Regions from separate parts of the Pan troglodytes genome. Here region 1 is linked to region 2. Evidence: chromatin contacts called from public HiChIP or PLAC-seq data. All regions are on one chromosome and are shown on one strand. The core of a region is the stretch at or near the end of the contact, and the rest is flanking DNA. Distances in the headings are between cores, read along the strand shown.

Region 1 (6,924 bases), core at 2,140-4,639, 310 kb after region 2:
TTTTCTAACAGGAAACAGTTCTGACATTATAATGGAAGTCAATGAAAAAAAACAGGACCCACAAATCTAGTGAAGCATTTTGCTCTATTAAGGGCAGATGTGTATGTGTGACTAACACTTAAAGAATTTAGAGTAACTTTATGGGGAATAGAACAGCATAAAATACATTCAGTACCTATACACCCTGCCTGTATATTTGTTTTTCCATTGTTGGGTTTATATGGATATCTATGTTGTTGAAGATTCACGACTGGAGAAGTTATAAAGAGATGCCTGAGTTGCCAAGGACGAAAATGCTTAGAGGCCTATAAGGGTATATGATTTTTCAGGCTGGTTTTGAATTTTGTTTCTAGTAATTTTAATAATATGGGTAAAACAACCACATGTACAGAGACAGAGAAATAGCTCATGGCACACACTGTGGAAGGCTAAACTACTGAGAAAAATAAGGAGATGTCAGTGTGATGAAGGTGGAAGAGTAGGGTCTGTGAGTTACAACTTCCCTGAGCCTCAATCTTACTTCTAAAGAGAAAGTATTGCCTTATTCAAACCCACACAAACAATGTGGAACTAGTTTCACTTAAATCTTACCTTTTGGCTGAGCGTGGTGATTCACGCCTTTAATCCTAGCACTTTGGAAGGCTGAGGCGGGTGGATCACTTGAGGTAAGGAGTTCGAGACTAGCCTGGCCAACATGGTGAAACCCCGTTTCTACTAACAAAATACAAAAATTAGCCGGGCATGGTGGTGTGTGCCTGTAATCCCAGCTACTTGGGAGACTGAGGCAGTAGAATTGCTTGAACCCAGGAGGTAGAGGTTGCAGTGAACTGAGATCACACCACTGTACTCTAGCCCGAGTGACAGAGGGAGACTCCATCTCAAAAAAACAAAAAACAAAACAAAACAAAAACTCACCTTTTGTAATTCCAGCACTTTGGGAGGTTAAGGTGGGCAGATCACTTGAGCTCAGGAGTTCAAGACCAGCCTGAGCAACATGATGAAACCCCATCTTTACTAAAAATACAAAAATCAGCCAGGCATGTTGGCTGGTCCCTGTAATCCTAGCTGTACCAGAATCGCTTGAACCCAAGAGATGGAGGTTGCAGTAAGCTGAGATCGTGCCACTGCACTCTAGCCTGGGTGACAAAGCAAGACTCCGTCTCAAAAATAAATAAAATAAATCTCACCTTTAGACCGGGCGCAGTGGCTCATGTTGGTAATCCCAGCACTTTGGGAGGCCGAGGCGGGCAGATCACCTGAGGTCGGGAGTTCAAGACCAGCCTGACCAACATGGAGAAACCCCGTCTCTACTAAAAAAATACAAAATTAGCCAGGCTTGGTGGCGCATTCCTGTAATCCCAGCTACACAGGAGGCTGAGGCAGCAGAATCGCTTGAACCCGGGAGGCAGAGGTTGCAGTGAGCCGAGATCGTGCCATTGCACTCCAGCCTGGGCAACAAGAGCAAAACTCCGTCTCCAAAAAAAAAAAAAAAAACAAAAACAAAAACAAAAAACTCACCTTTAACAAGCATATAGAGTAGCAATAGAATAGAAAGTGCTATAAGTAAGTAAAAAAATGGCATTCATTTATTCAACAAGCATTTATTGAGAACTACTAGCCAGTCACTACGTTAGGGAAACAAGTACAGTAGTCCCCCCTTATCTGTGGGGGATGTCTTCCAAGATCTCCAGTAGATGCCTGAAACCGAGGACAACACTGAATTCCATATATAAAGGGACTTGCCACATAATGATGCTTTGGTCAGCAACAAACCACACATACTATGGTGGTCCCATAACATTATAACGAAGCTGAAAAATTCTGATCACTATTGCCTGATGACCTGGTAGCCATCATAACAGTGTGGTGCAACTCACTTTTTCTACGTTGAGACCCGTTTAAATACACAAACACCATTGCGTTACCATTGCCTACAGCCATTCAGTACAGCAACGTGCTGTACAAGTTTGTACCCTAGGAGCAACGGTATACTGTACAGCCTACATTTGTGGTAGGCTACACCACAGGTTTAAGTATACTCTACCGTGTTGCTACAACAACGAAACCGCCTAATGGAGCATTTCTCAGAATGTATTCTTGTCATTAAGGGACGCATGGCTACTGGTATTCCCTATACATGTATACCTATGATAAAGTTAATGTATCAATTCGGTGGAGTAAGAGATTATCGACAACAACTAATAATAAAATAGGACGATTATAACAACGTACTGTAATAAAAGTTAGGTGACTCTGCTCTCTCTCTCCCTCTCAAAATCTTATTGTACTGTACTCACTCCTTTTCTTCTTGTGATGTGACCACGGAAAGCGAAATACAGGACAAGTAGGGACTACTGTAAAGAGATCCTGTCCACGCCCTCAAGGGACTTACACTCTAGCTCAAGCAGACACCATTTAATACCATTTGATAAGTGCAATGCCAAAGGCATACTTGGAACGTTAAGTGGGTCCCAGGAAAGGAATAGCTAAGCAATCTTGGGGTAGGAGCTAGCATCAGGAAAGGCATCTTGGAAAAGATGGGCCAAAACTGTCTTAAGGGAATTAGCTGGGGCTTGATTTTAGGAAAGGGGAATAACAGGAACAGAACGAAACCAAGTCGGGACACGGCATTTCCTGGGAACGAAGGGCACCCTTTCCTTATCTGTCAAAGATAAGTCAGAAGTATTACCATAGGTCACTTCTGAGATCTGGGACATCAACTGCCAGGGGAGTGGCTGGGTGGACATTCCAGGGTCTTTTTATTGTTTTCTGTTGCATCCCAGACCCTACAACCCCTTCCTGAAAGGTTAAGTCGCACTTCCCTTAAGAAAAAGTTGTTAGCAGGTGTCTCCTTTCTCACAGGGGATAATTACCAGGGTGCAGCCAGAACAAAGGCCGCAGATGGAAGGTGGGAAGAAGACTTGGGATAAGGTGTGTGGAGGAGCCCACAGGCTCTGCCCAATCCCAGGGAGTGACGGGACGTCTTTCCGATTGGGGGACGAGAACTCCCCGATACAAATATAGCAGTGGCATCGCCCCTCCGCGCCCCCCACGCCATGACGAGGGGACGCGGGGGGAAATCCTGCAGCCGTGGGAGGGACGGATGTGCTGGGGGACCGAGAGGCCGCGGGAAGAGGCACTCGCATCCAGGAGGCATTTTAGAGCGAGGGTCAGGCGCAGCGGCGGACTGCGGGTCCCGGCTTCGGAGCCCGCTGTCCAGCAGGGTCTAGGAGGACGTGGCGCCCACTCACCGCTGCTGCTGGTGAAGTAGAACACCATGATCCTGGGAGCGGTGCGGTGACTCCACCGCGGAGCAGCAGCGCTCAACTCACGAAGCTCCGGATAGCCGACTCGCGGCGGCCGCCTGGCCCCCGGAACTCCTCCGTGCACTTCCGGCGGACGTCGGGGCGCGTCATAGCGCCGGCCGTGGGCGCCATTTTTAATCCTGGCGAGGCGAAGGGTACTGGCAAGGAGTTTGGTTCAATGATTTGTGGGTTAAGGGAAAGAGGCTGGGCATCTTGGGCACATTAGTTAACCTGTCTGTGCTTCACTTTCCTCAGCAGCGAAATGAAGATGATACTAGAGCAGCTAACTCACGGGATATTTTTTAGGGTTAAATGAGTTAATGGGCGCCAAGAGTTTAGAACATAGCACACAAACGAGTTGTTTCTGATACTCACCAGGACAATATGTCTCTTGGGGATTGGACTTTGTTCTGGCTTAAATCGAAGGCCTGCCATCCCAAACCTCTGAACCTCAGAGGTCCTCCTGCTATAAAGTAGGAATAATCATATTCATGTAAAGCTCCTACAGCACTTGGCTTTGCCCTGATTATTTCTCTTGAGAAAGCACTTTTATCTGAGGAATGTGAGTCCCTTTAAATTACTAGGTCTGGAGAGGCATTAAAATGAGACCCCATCATGTTCTACCACCCCCTTGAGCTATGTATTCATCTACTGAAACTACCTGCTTCTGCCACAAGTAGCTACCTACTAACCTAACACTGCCACACAAGACACTATGACCCACACCCTATAGTTTAACAATGTCTAGCCAATCACTGATGCTTGTAGTTTCTATACATCAATGAGAATGCTTGACAGTTGTGTATCAGCCCACTTCCTGCCCCCCTTCTTCGTCTTTAAAAACCTGCTTGTAGCAAAGGCCAGACAGAGCTCATATCCAAGCCTGCTGGTGGAGGGCGGTGGGGGGAGGGGGGTTGGAATCTTCTGGGCAGCTGTCCCCGCTTTAACTCAAGCAAACTCTACCTTTTTTTTGCCTCAGTGACATTTTTTTTGCCTCAGCCTTTTCCTTTTAAACTGACACCCTTACATCACTGTCACTGACTTCATTCTATGAAATTGAGGGCGTCACTTAACGAAATTTATTTACGTGCTTGCTTTGACAGCATGTATACTAAAATTGGAATGATACAGAGAACTTTAACATGGCCCCTGCTCAAGGATGACATACAAATTTGTGAAAATTAAATTTGAAAAAATAAACATAAAACTCTAAACTTATTTGAAACTAAAAATGTGCCAGAAACACTGTACCAGGAGCTGGTGACACAAAGATAGCAACAATAGCTAACAATAACCGTTTTAGGAACTTTCTGGTTTTCCAAAGTAAGAATTTAGCTCTGTTCTGTAAATAGCAATTGTTTTGGGTTCTCCGTTGTATTATTTGTAAAATGGGAATGGCAATAGATATTAATACCTTACAGATTGTGGTGAGAAGTAAATGAAACAAAACATGTAAAGCATCTAAGAATGCCTGGCACATAGCAGGTGTTAAGTTTTATATTTTAATTTGAAAAATAAAATAAATAGAAACCTAAAGTTACTAATAAAAAAAGTGAAACTAACAATGAAGCTTCAAATGTGAAAAATAAGTGCATCGAGAATCTTGGAGAGGCCTTTATTTATTTATGTATGTATTTTTGAGACGGAGTCTTGCTCTGTCGCCAGGCTGGAGAGGCCATTTTACAAAAATTTCTTACCCCGTGACCCCAGAATGTATCTCAACTTCAACTAGACCGAGAACTACAATTCCCAGAATGCACCTAAACAAGGCCCCGGGAACGGAGTCTGGCGGTGCTGCAGGGGATTGTGGGTGCGTGGTTTCCCTCAGAGATTTTTCACCTCACCAGGGCGCGAGAATCTTGGAAACAGCCACCAGGGTGGGCGGGGCAAGGGCTGGTGTTCCACCAATCACCGAGCCAGCCCCTGGAAGCGCTGAGCCGTGGCCAATCGGAACGCAGCGGCTTCCTCCTAGCCTGGCGCGCGATTATTTGAAGACGCTCACGGAGCGGCTGGCTAGGCTGAGGGGAGCTCGCCCGGCTCTGAGGCGCAGGTAACCTCTGGAGTAGGCCGAGGCGGGGGGCTGTGGAAGGCTGAGGCGAGCGGGAGACCCTGTGGAACGTGGGGGCGAATGTCACGGGGAAAGGGCTTCTGCTCGGCGCTCGGCAGGTCCGCAGGCCCGAGACCGAAGAAGCCACTGACTCGTTCTCCGCGCTCACAGGCTCCGGGTTTCCCTCTTCCCGACGCCGGCGTTTCCTTGTTTTGGGTTTAGGGTTTGTTTGTTTGTTTCCCTGACCGGGTTCAGGGTCGGGACGCTTTCCTCTCCTACCTTTCCTCGCTTAGCCCCAGAGGGGTTCCCCCTTAAGCCGCAGCTCGACCTGAATTCCCAGAGACCCTGGCCTTTCAGTTTGTTCATTCATTAATAGCTTTGAAATAACGCTTGTGTGCTGCTTTGGGGGGAATTTCCCTGATCCCAGGGAAGGGGAAGGAAATGAACTCTGACGAGCCACGTAGCCGCCTGCTCGTGCATTCTAGCATTTGTTTTCAGCAGCCTTACGACTTCAAGAGATTTTTATAAAAAGGGAAGCAAACGGCTTGCTCCGGGCTCATCAGCTAGGAAAATGGCAGAGGACTGTGCTTCACCCGTTTTCCTGCTGGGCTCTGATGAAAAGTTACAGACGGTCTCTGCCTTCATTGAAGGCTGTTGAGATGGGGAAACAAGAAGAAAATGTCTTAAATGGACTATTAGGGCAATATAGGGTGCCATGGAAGCAGAACAAGCGCGTGTAACCCTGAGAGGGGTGGAAGGAGAGCAATGTCGAGGAAGACCTCCCAGAAAATAGGGTTTTAACTTGGTGTGAAATAGACTAATTAAAGGGGGTATAATTTTGATAAAGCGATTTTTAATATTTTGATGAATGTGGTTATTGTCATTTCTTTTAGGAATTCAATAAAGAAAATGGCAGCTCTTACTCCAAGGAAGAGGAAGCAGGATTCTTTGAAGTGTGACAGGTGAATCTCAGCCTGTGAATAGAAACTCTTAGAAAAATCCACCTTCTTGTCTCTCTTGTTCTCTCCTATTTTCTAAAATTTTCGTTCTTCCACTAGCCTACTCCTTGTGGCTACAGTGATAACCTGATAACCTATATTCTAATTCCAGCTTGGAAATACATTAAGTTTTCATAATGAATTATTTAGTCCTTTTCAAGGGAATCAAAGCTGTTTTTTAGTTTTTGTTTTTTTCTTTTGACATAGGAGCAGCACATTGAAGAAAGCTATTTTCTATAGCTAGGAAATATACCAAATCAGCTATTACCTTTTTCCTTTCTATTCCCCTATAATATTTTACATAGTGTTTTGCATACAGTAGATGCTTGTCTGGAAACAATTCTAGAAAGACTGTGTACTCAGATATTAATTACTCTACCCAGGAAAAGCCCCAGGGGGGGTCAGTTCATTACAGACAGTTATTATAGGGGGCTTGTAGACAATAGAGCAAAATATATGAGCTATAATTTATATATGGCCAACACATAGAAATAGGTTTTAAAACATACATGTATATATGTCTATCATAGCTTCTTTGTATATAGTATTTGTTTTCATGAACTCTTTGGGAAGA
Region 2 (7,178 bases), core at 2,025-4,524:
CATTTAGCAGATGAGCAAACTGAGGACCCAGAGACAGGAAAATCAACCAGCCAGAGGCATACAGTGAGGCAGGGGTGTTACCCGGGGACCTTCAAACTGCACTCTCAAGTGCCCCACAGGAGTCCCACCAGAGACGGGATGTCTGGCCCCCACCCCTGCCTCCACCGACGCAGGTCCAAATCAGTCCCCCTGCCTCCATCAGGTTCGTATTATCTCCGTAGTCCATCTGTCAAGTTTTCAGGTCCAACCAACATTTTGAGGCACCCACACCAAATTGGGGTACATTAATCCTCCCAGGCATGTGGCAGTAGGTTGTGTTATCCTCATTTTGCAGATGAGGAAACTGAGGCTCTGAGAGGTTACGTAGCTCATCCAGTATCACAAGCTAATCAGAGGCATTGCTGACTGGCCTCAAACTCCAGTACTCCTTCCTTGCCCTGCCACCCCAACCCTGAAGCCCAGGTGACCCGCCCATGGGGACAACTGTGGCAGCCCAGGTTCTAGGCCTGCCTCCCTGCACACATACACCGCATGACTGGGTAGCTTCCAAGTTCCTGCTTCCCTCTGGCCCTCAGCTGTCACATCTGTAAAGATGAGATGAGTGACCCCCTAATAGCTCCTGGGTTACAGCATCAGAGGGAGGGAAGCCTCCGACCTAAGCGGGATCTGTGTGCCCTTTCCTGAGTCTAACTGGGCTCTATGACTGTCTTGACCAGTAGTATACAACAAGATCAATGCTGGCCCAGTTTCTTTTACTCCCTGTCTCTTGGGACTGTCACTCTGGAATCCCTGAACCACCAGGCAGGATGTCTGACTCCCCTGCTGGAGAGACTCTGAGGGTGCCTGAAGGGGGCGAAGGGCCCATCTGAGTCCAGCCTTCCAGAACCTTCCAGCACCTTCCAGAGCCTTCCAGACATCCCTGCTAAGGGACAGATGTGTGAATTAAGCTGTCTCAGACCCTCCAGACCAGATGAACCCTCACTCAAATATCACAAAGTAACCCTAGTGGTCACCATGTGAAGCAGAAGAAACCACCCAAACTCCTGGCCATAAAGCCATGAGATACAGTGAGCTGGGAGCTGCTGTGAGCCTCTAAGTTTGGGGGTATTTGGGTGGCAGTATAGGTATTAAGCACTCAGCGTTCTCCCATAGAAGGAGCCTGGGACTCGGAGTCAGGCACAGCTGGGCCCCCTTTTCCAGCCCAGCTTCTCTCTGCTTCGTGATCTCCTGAGCTGTAAAATGGGCAGAATGAACCCCCCGTGGGGCTTTGGGGAGGATTCCGAAGTAGCAGGGATGAACAGACGCCTGTTCCCAGGAAAGCACCACTTGGCTTTCTAGTGCCTGAGGCTATGTTCTCAGGCACTAGACTCCAGTCTAGCCACCAAGAGCACAGGCCCTGTGGAAAAAGTCAGCTTTGGGAACATCCCATGTGGCATCTGCTTGGTAAACTAAGTTCAGGGTCTTGCTGTTCCTTGGTCTTTCACTAGCAAAGAAGTCCTGGAGGGGTCTGGGGTCCATGGATTCCCGGTACCCGCCGCCTGGACTGGAGGAGGGGCCCTCACCTGTTTTAGCCAGACGTTGGTGGTCATCATTTGGTTCTTCTCATCCTGGCCCAGAGAGAGACAGAGGAGCAATTAAAGGGGTGGGCCCAGCCCCAGAAGACAGGGTGGAGTGGGATGGGCTGTTTTCAGACCCTCTGATAGGACACCCCAAGCCCAGCCCGCCCACCACCCACTCTGAAACCTGCCACCCTTACTCAGATTCTCCAGGGTCACACAGGCACTGCTGCCAATCAATGCCCTCCTAGGAGGGAGCTCCAGAGCTGGGAGAGGGGAGAGTGTAGCCGCCCTGGGAAGAGCCATCCCCACCCCCACCCCAAGTCACTGCTGTGGGTAGAGGAAGGAGCAGGGGGAAAGCGGTGAGTGGTCTGGGATCTCCTTCCTCGGGGCCAGCGGTGGGAAGACAGGCGCACCACATCGATGAGCTGAGCGATGGACAGTCCGAAGCGCACAATCACCACGTCTGAAGTGTTGGGCACCGGGCGCGCCCAGCGGTTGTAGCCCCGGAAGAGGTGTTTGAAGAGCCGGTCCTCAGTCTCGGTATGCGAGCCTCCCTGCGGCAATGCCGTGGGGCTGGGAGAGGAGAGTGGGTCTCCAGGAGCCCTGGGAGGTGGGCGCTTAGCTTCCTCTCCACCTGCCATCAAATCAGAGCCACTCAGCCTCACTGAGCCTCAGTTTGCTCATCTGTAAAATGGAGATGCTTATCCAGAACCTATCTCTACACATTGTTGAAGATGGCAGATGATAATGTCTATCAGAGCTGAGCACAGCATGAGCAGGCTGCGGGGTCGGAGCTCAGGAAAGGTCAGCTGTTTGTTTTGTGATGTTAGAGAAGAAAAGAGTGAGAACTAGTGCTGCAGGTGGCGAGGGGCAGGGGCAGAGGCAGGGAAGTGGGGAAACTTGAATCTAGAGACAAGATTCAGCCCCATATGGAGGAGTGCCAGGGGGACAGGGAAGTGGAAGAGACGCCTGGTCTACGTGGGGGGCTGCAGGGAGAAGGGCTCTGGCATTGCAGTGAGCCTGGCCAGGGTAAGCAGTCTCCCGTTCCCACCCACTTATCCGATGAACCATTAATGCTAACAGGGAAATGGACCACTTTGAGAAGCTCCCCAATTTTTTCTTAAACCATGGGCATTTGCCACTTCCTATCAGATAAACAAAGCTTTTCAAAATGTTTCTATGGCATCGCTCATGTCAGTTTTCACTGTGTTCAGCAAACAGCTTCACCCCTTCAGGGCTCTGCTGTCCGAGCAAGTCGAGAACTACAGCTCCAAATCCCAGAAAAACGTGTCAGCACCATCTGGGACAGAAAGCGCTGTGTCCCGAGTGCCTCCTGTATCCCGGATTCTGGTCACAAACTTTCGTTTAATCCTCACAATAGGCCTGGGAGGTACACAACACTATTTGCGTTTTGCAGCTGAGGACATTGAAGCTTGGGGACATTTAAGGTGACACAGATGCTAACGTCAGAGCTGTGACTGCCCCTCCACCTCTCCCAGTGGAAACAGCCACCCGGCTGATAGCCTCTGAAGTCCCCTGCAGCTTTGACGGTTGCAACACACCCACCTGCAGACTCCTTCCTACAGTTTGTGAGCCCACAGGCATGAGATGAAGTCTTACAATGACAGGTGACAAACACTCACCTGCTGGGGTCAGAAGGAGCCACCACAGGCTGAGCTTTGTGAAGGACAGGAACACAGGACAGGAGGGGCCCATGGCTTCTCCTGAGCATCAAGAGGTCAGGTCAGGGCTTTGCTGTGGGTTGCACCATGGACCATGTCCCCAGCAGAGCTGCTGCTGGATTCTGCGAGGCTTCCTCTCACCACCGAATCTGAGCAAGCCCAAGAAAGGGCTCTTAGGGTCATGCATCCTTGACATAGGCATATTTCTGTTTCTCGTGCTCCACACAGGCATGAAATGAGAGCAAAAGGCCCTCAGCAGGCCTCTCAGCAGTTAAGTGCTCCTGGGCTCTCCCTGGCTTATTGAGGAATCGGCCTCTTCCTCTTTCTCCAGAGTCAGCCAGCGACTTTGCCCTGAGACCAGCCCTGACCTACTGGGCAAAGGAGGGCACAGGATGGGACTGAGGTCCCCATTGCTTTGCCTCAGTGGTCATCTATAAAATGGGGATAATCATACTGCAAAGAGTGGTCAATAAAAGAATCAGGGTACTATTCACAAGATCCAAAGAGTGGAAACAGCCTTTTGTCCAAACAAATGTCCATCAGCTGATGAATGGATGGACAAAGGGCAGTAAATCCTTACAACGGAACATGATGCCACCATAAAAAGGACTGAGGTGCTGACACTTGCTACAGCATGGAGGAACCTAGAAAGCATTGTGCAAAGTACCAGAAGCCAGTGGCAAAAAGCCACATACTGAAGGTGATATTGTAAAAAATATATTTGGTCTTCAATCCTATTTCCTGGAATACAACTCCTAAGATACTGGGAATCTCCAAAATGATATCTTTTTGCATGACTGGTGGCTGGCAGCCCCTAGGCAGCTGCAGGATGGGGCTGGTCACAGGAAGACAAAGACAGGCTTTAAAGGGTTGGGACTTTCAGCCCCACCCCTCAAACCTCCAGGGACAGGAGAGGAGATAAAGGTTAAGTTGATCGCCAATGGCCACTGGATTAATCAATCATGCTGCATAATGAGGCCTCCATAAAACCCTGAAAGGACAGGTTTTGAAGAGCTTCTAAATAGCAGAACGTTGGAGGTTCCTGAGGGGTGATGAGCCCAGCGAGGGCATGGAAGCTCCGTGCCCCTTCCCAAACCTTGCCGTATGCATCTCATCACCTGTATCTTACACTATCTCTTATAAGCTAGTAAACCAGTGTTTCCCTGAATTCTGTGAGCCACTCTAGCAAGTTAGTTGAACCCAGGGAGGGGGTCATGGGAACCCCAATTTATAGCCAGTGGGTTAGAAGCACAGGTAAAACAACCTAGGACTTGTGATCGGCATTGACATTGGGGGGCAGTGTTGGGGACTGAGCCCCCGATGTGTGGGATCTGAGCTGTCTCCAGATGGATGGTGTCTGAATTGAATTAGAAGGCACCCAGCTGATCTCTGCTGCAGAATTGACAGCTTGCTTGCGGGTGAGGAGAAATCCCCACATCTTTGGGGGGTCACAGAAGTCTTCCGTGTTGATTGTTGTGGGGTGAGAGCAGAGAAAAACAGTTTGTGGTTTTTCCTACACATTGTATGATCCCATTGATATGGAATATGCAAAATAGGCAAATCTATAGAGACAGAACGTAGATTAGTGGTTGCAGGGGCAGCGGGAAGGAGGGATGGGAAGTGACTGCTTAATGATCACTGAGTTTCCATTAGAGGGGATAAGAGAGCTCTGGAACTAGACGGTGTGATGTTACACAGATGTGTGAATATACTAAAATTCACCAAATTGCACACTTTAAATGGGGGAATTTTATGATATTTGAATTTATCTCAAACAAAGTTATTATTAAAAAATAAACAAACACCTCATGGATTAAGAAGCAGCAGCTACCCCTCTTGACTGTGGTGACAGTGATATTTGCCAAACATGGAGAATCAATACACAAAGGGTTCTAGTGACCAGAAGGACACAGATGTCAAAGATGGGGTAAATATAATGTTTCATATGAAATGAATGTTTCATAATTGAGAAAATTGGGAAAAGCAGTATTTTAAAATATTATTTTATAGAGTATTTGATTTAAAAAATATATATATATATCACTAAAATAACATTATTGCCTTAAAAGCTTACACATTCAAATTAGCGTTTTTTGAAGCAGCCCCCCTTATGGAGAGAAGAGCAAGGCCTCGTGTTCAGGGACACATCGTGTATGTGGCCTAGGGAGATAACAATGGCTCTCGGTACAGCTAGTGGGTGCAGGATTTCCTTTGGAAGGGTGAGAATGTTCTGGAACTAGATAGTGGTGATGGCTGCACACTGTTCGAATTGTACTAAATGCCAATAACGATCAATTTTATGTTATGTGTATTTAGCCACAACTTTTAAAGAAAGAATAAGGGTAAAAGTGGCTTTAAAAATATAAACCAAGGGCTGGGCACAGTAGCTCATGCCTGTAATTCCAGCTCTTTTGGAGGCCAAGATGGAAGGAGTGTTTGAGCTCAGCAGTTCAAAACCAGCCTGGGCAACATAGTGAGACCCCCCCACCCCGTCTCTACAAAAAATTCAAAAATTAGCTGGGCATAGTGGCGCGTGCCTGTGATCTCAGCTACTGGGGAGGCCAAGAAGGGAGGGTCGTGTGAGCCTGGGGAAGTCAAGGCTGCAATGAGCTATGATCTTGCCACTGCACTCCAGCCTGGGCAACAAGCAAGATCCCATCTCAAAAAGAAAATAAAAATAAAAGTAAACCACCGGGTATGAGAGAATCAGAATTATTATTCATGAAGTTGTGAAACGACTTCTATCTAGTCATTCTCATCCCCCCGTCCACCCTGACCCAGACTCTCAACAGTGTTTCCAGCATCACTAATCCTCCATCTCTCCCAGGGCCGGTTGCACCAGCCCATCCTAACCTCCTGGCAGGAGATGAGAGCAGGGCTGGCACTGGCAAATGTCGCTTTGAGTCCTGGCCCCACCACTGGCTGGTGATGATCTGTGAAAGGTCACTCAATCCCCCTGGGATTTTGTCTTAAGATAAAGATTGGACACTTTCTGCCCTGTGGGAGGAGTGACGGGAGCAAACGGGATCACTTGTGCCCATGAAAGTCCCCGGGGAACTGCAGAGGGCTGGCCAGGGAACAGGTTGCTCTTATGGTTGTCAGGGCCCATGACCCACAGTAGCATTGAACAATGACAGTTTGGGTCAAGTAGAAGAAGAGGAATGTGGGAAGGATTTGATGTGAATTTCAATGTGTTGGAATTGCTGGCATATACTGACTATAGCACAGACACCAGAGTGTTTTAGGGGAAAAGGGCCTTCCTGCATCAATTTCCCCAGAAGGTTTCAATTCAAAGACTTGTTGAAAATAGAGGATTACATTTTTCTTCTGTTCCCTTGGGAGAATATTGCCCCTGTCCCTAAGCTGCCCTTATCCTCCGTGCCACCCTACACCCCATCCTGCCCTGGGATTCCTCCCTTTGTCCCAGCTCTTAGAGGTTCCCGGTTCCTTCCTGACTCTGAAAATCCCCAGCTGGCAGGTGCAAAAGGTTGGTGGTTCCCAGTATATGGAATGAACTGCCCGAGAGAGCATCCCAAAGCTCTCCCAGAATGGTGCCTCCAGGGGGAGAAGCAGGGAGTCCTGGCAGTGGGAAGCTTCTCCACAGATAGGCCTGGTACACACAGCCCCACTGGAGCTGCTCTGTTCACACAGCAAACCCTGCAGCATAACTGTCAAGAGCTCTCATTCAGGAGTGCAGCTTTATATAATGTGTAAACTCACATCGCCCTGCAAATTATGCAGAATGTTTGTACAGCACCCACCCCAGCCTGGGCATCAGCAGCTTCTGTGGCTCAGGTGAACTGCAGTGGCAAGGTCTGGGATCTCTGGCCCTCGAAGGTGCAGAGACTTGTCCTCAGGGGACTTCCCCAAAGCAGACCATTGCAAAGGAAACAGCACAGCTAACTGATTTCCAGAGAGAGCTTTACCATCTTGCTCT

Evidence for each region. HiChIP or PLAC-seq counts read pairs in DNA pulled down with a chosen protein or histone mark.
Region 1: an H3K4me3 HiChIP or PLAC-seq map of stem cell-derived excitatory neurons shows a contact between it and region 2, with 4 times the contacts expected there. The contact joins the promoter of CCDC25 here to the promoter of CHRNA2 in region 2. A contact is called at or near these places in 2 of 7 Hi-C or Micro-C datasets (induced pluripotent stem cells and stem cell-derived neural progenitor cells) and 1 of 1 datasets of contacts at active chromatin or transcription factors (stem cell-derived excitatory neurons).

What each region holds. Positions count from the first base shown.
Region 1 is chr7:36,120,103-36,127,026 of NHGRI_mPanTro3-v2.0_pri, forward strand. CCDC25 (coiled-coil domain containing 25) reads right to left here and starts at 3,390. Exons shown (of 8, transcript XM_063816969.1): 1 at 3,252-3,390. It overlaps ESCO2 (establishment of sister chromatid cohesion N-acetyltransferase 2), which reads left to right and starts at 3,442. Exons shown (of 14, transcript XR_010159463.1): 1 at 3,442-5,355; 2 at 6,246-6,314. It overlaps LOC112204240 (U6 spliceosomal RNA), which reads left to right and starts at 4,393; the gene lies at 4,393-4,494.
Region 2 is chr7:35,813,197-35,820,374 of NHGRI_mPanTro3-v2.0_pri, forward strand. It overlaps CHRNA2 (cholinergic receptor nicotinic alpha 2 subunit), which reads right to left and starts at 3,275. Exons shown (of 6, transcript NM_001033935.1): 1 at 3,203-3,275; 2 at 1,973-2,193; 3 at 1,563-1,607. The coding sequence starts at 3,275.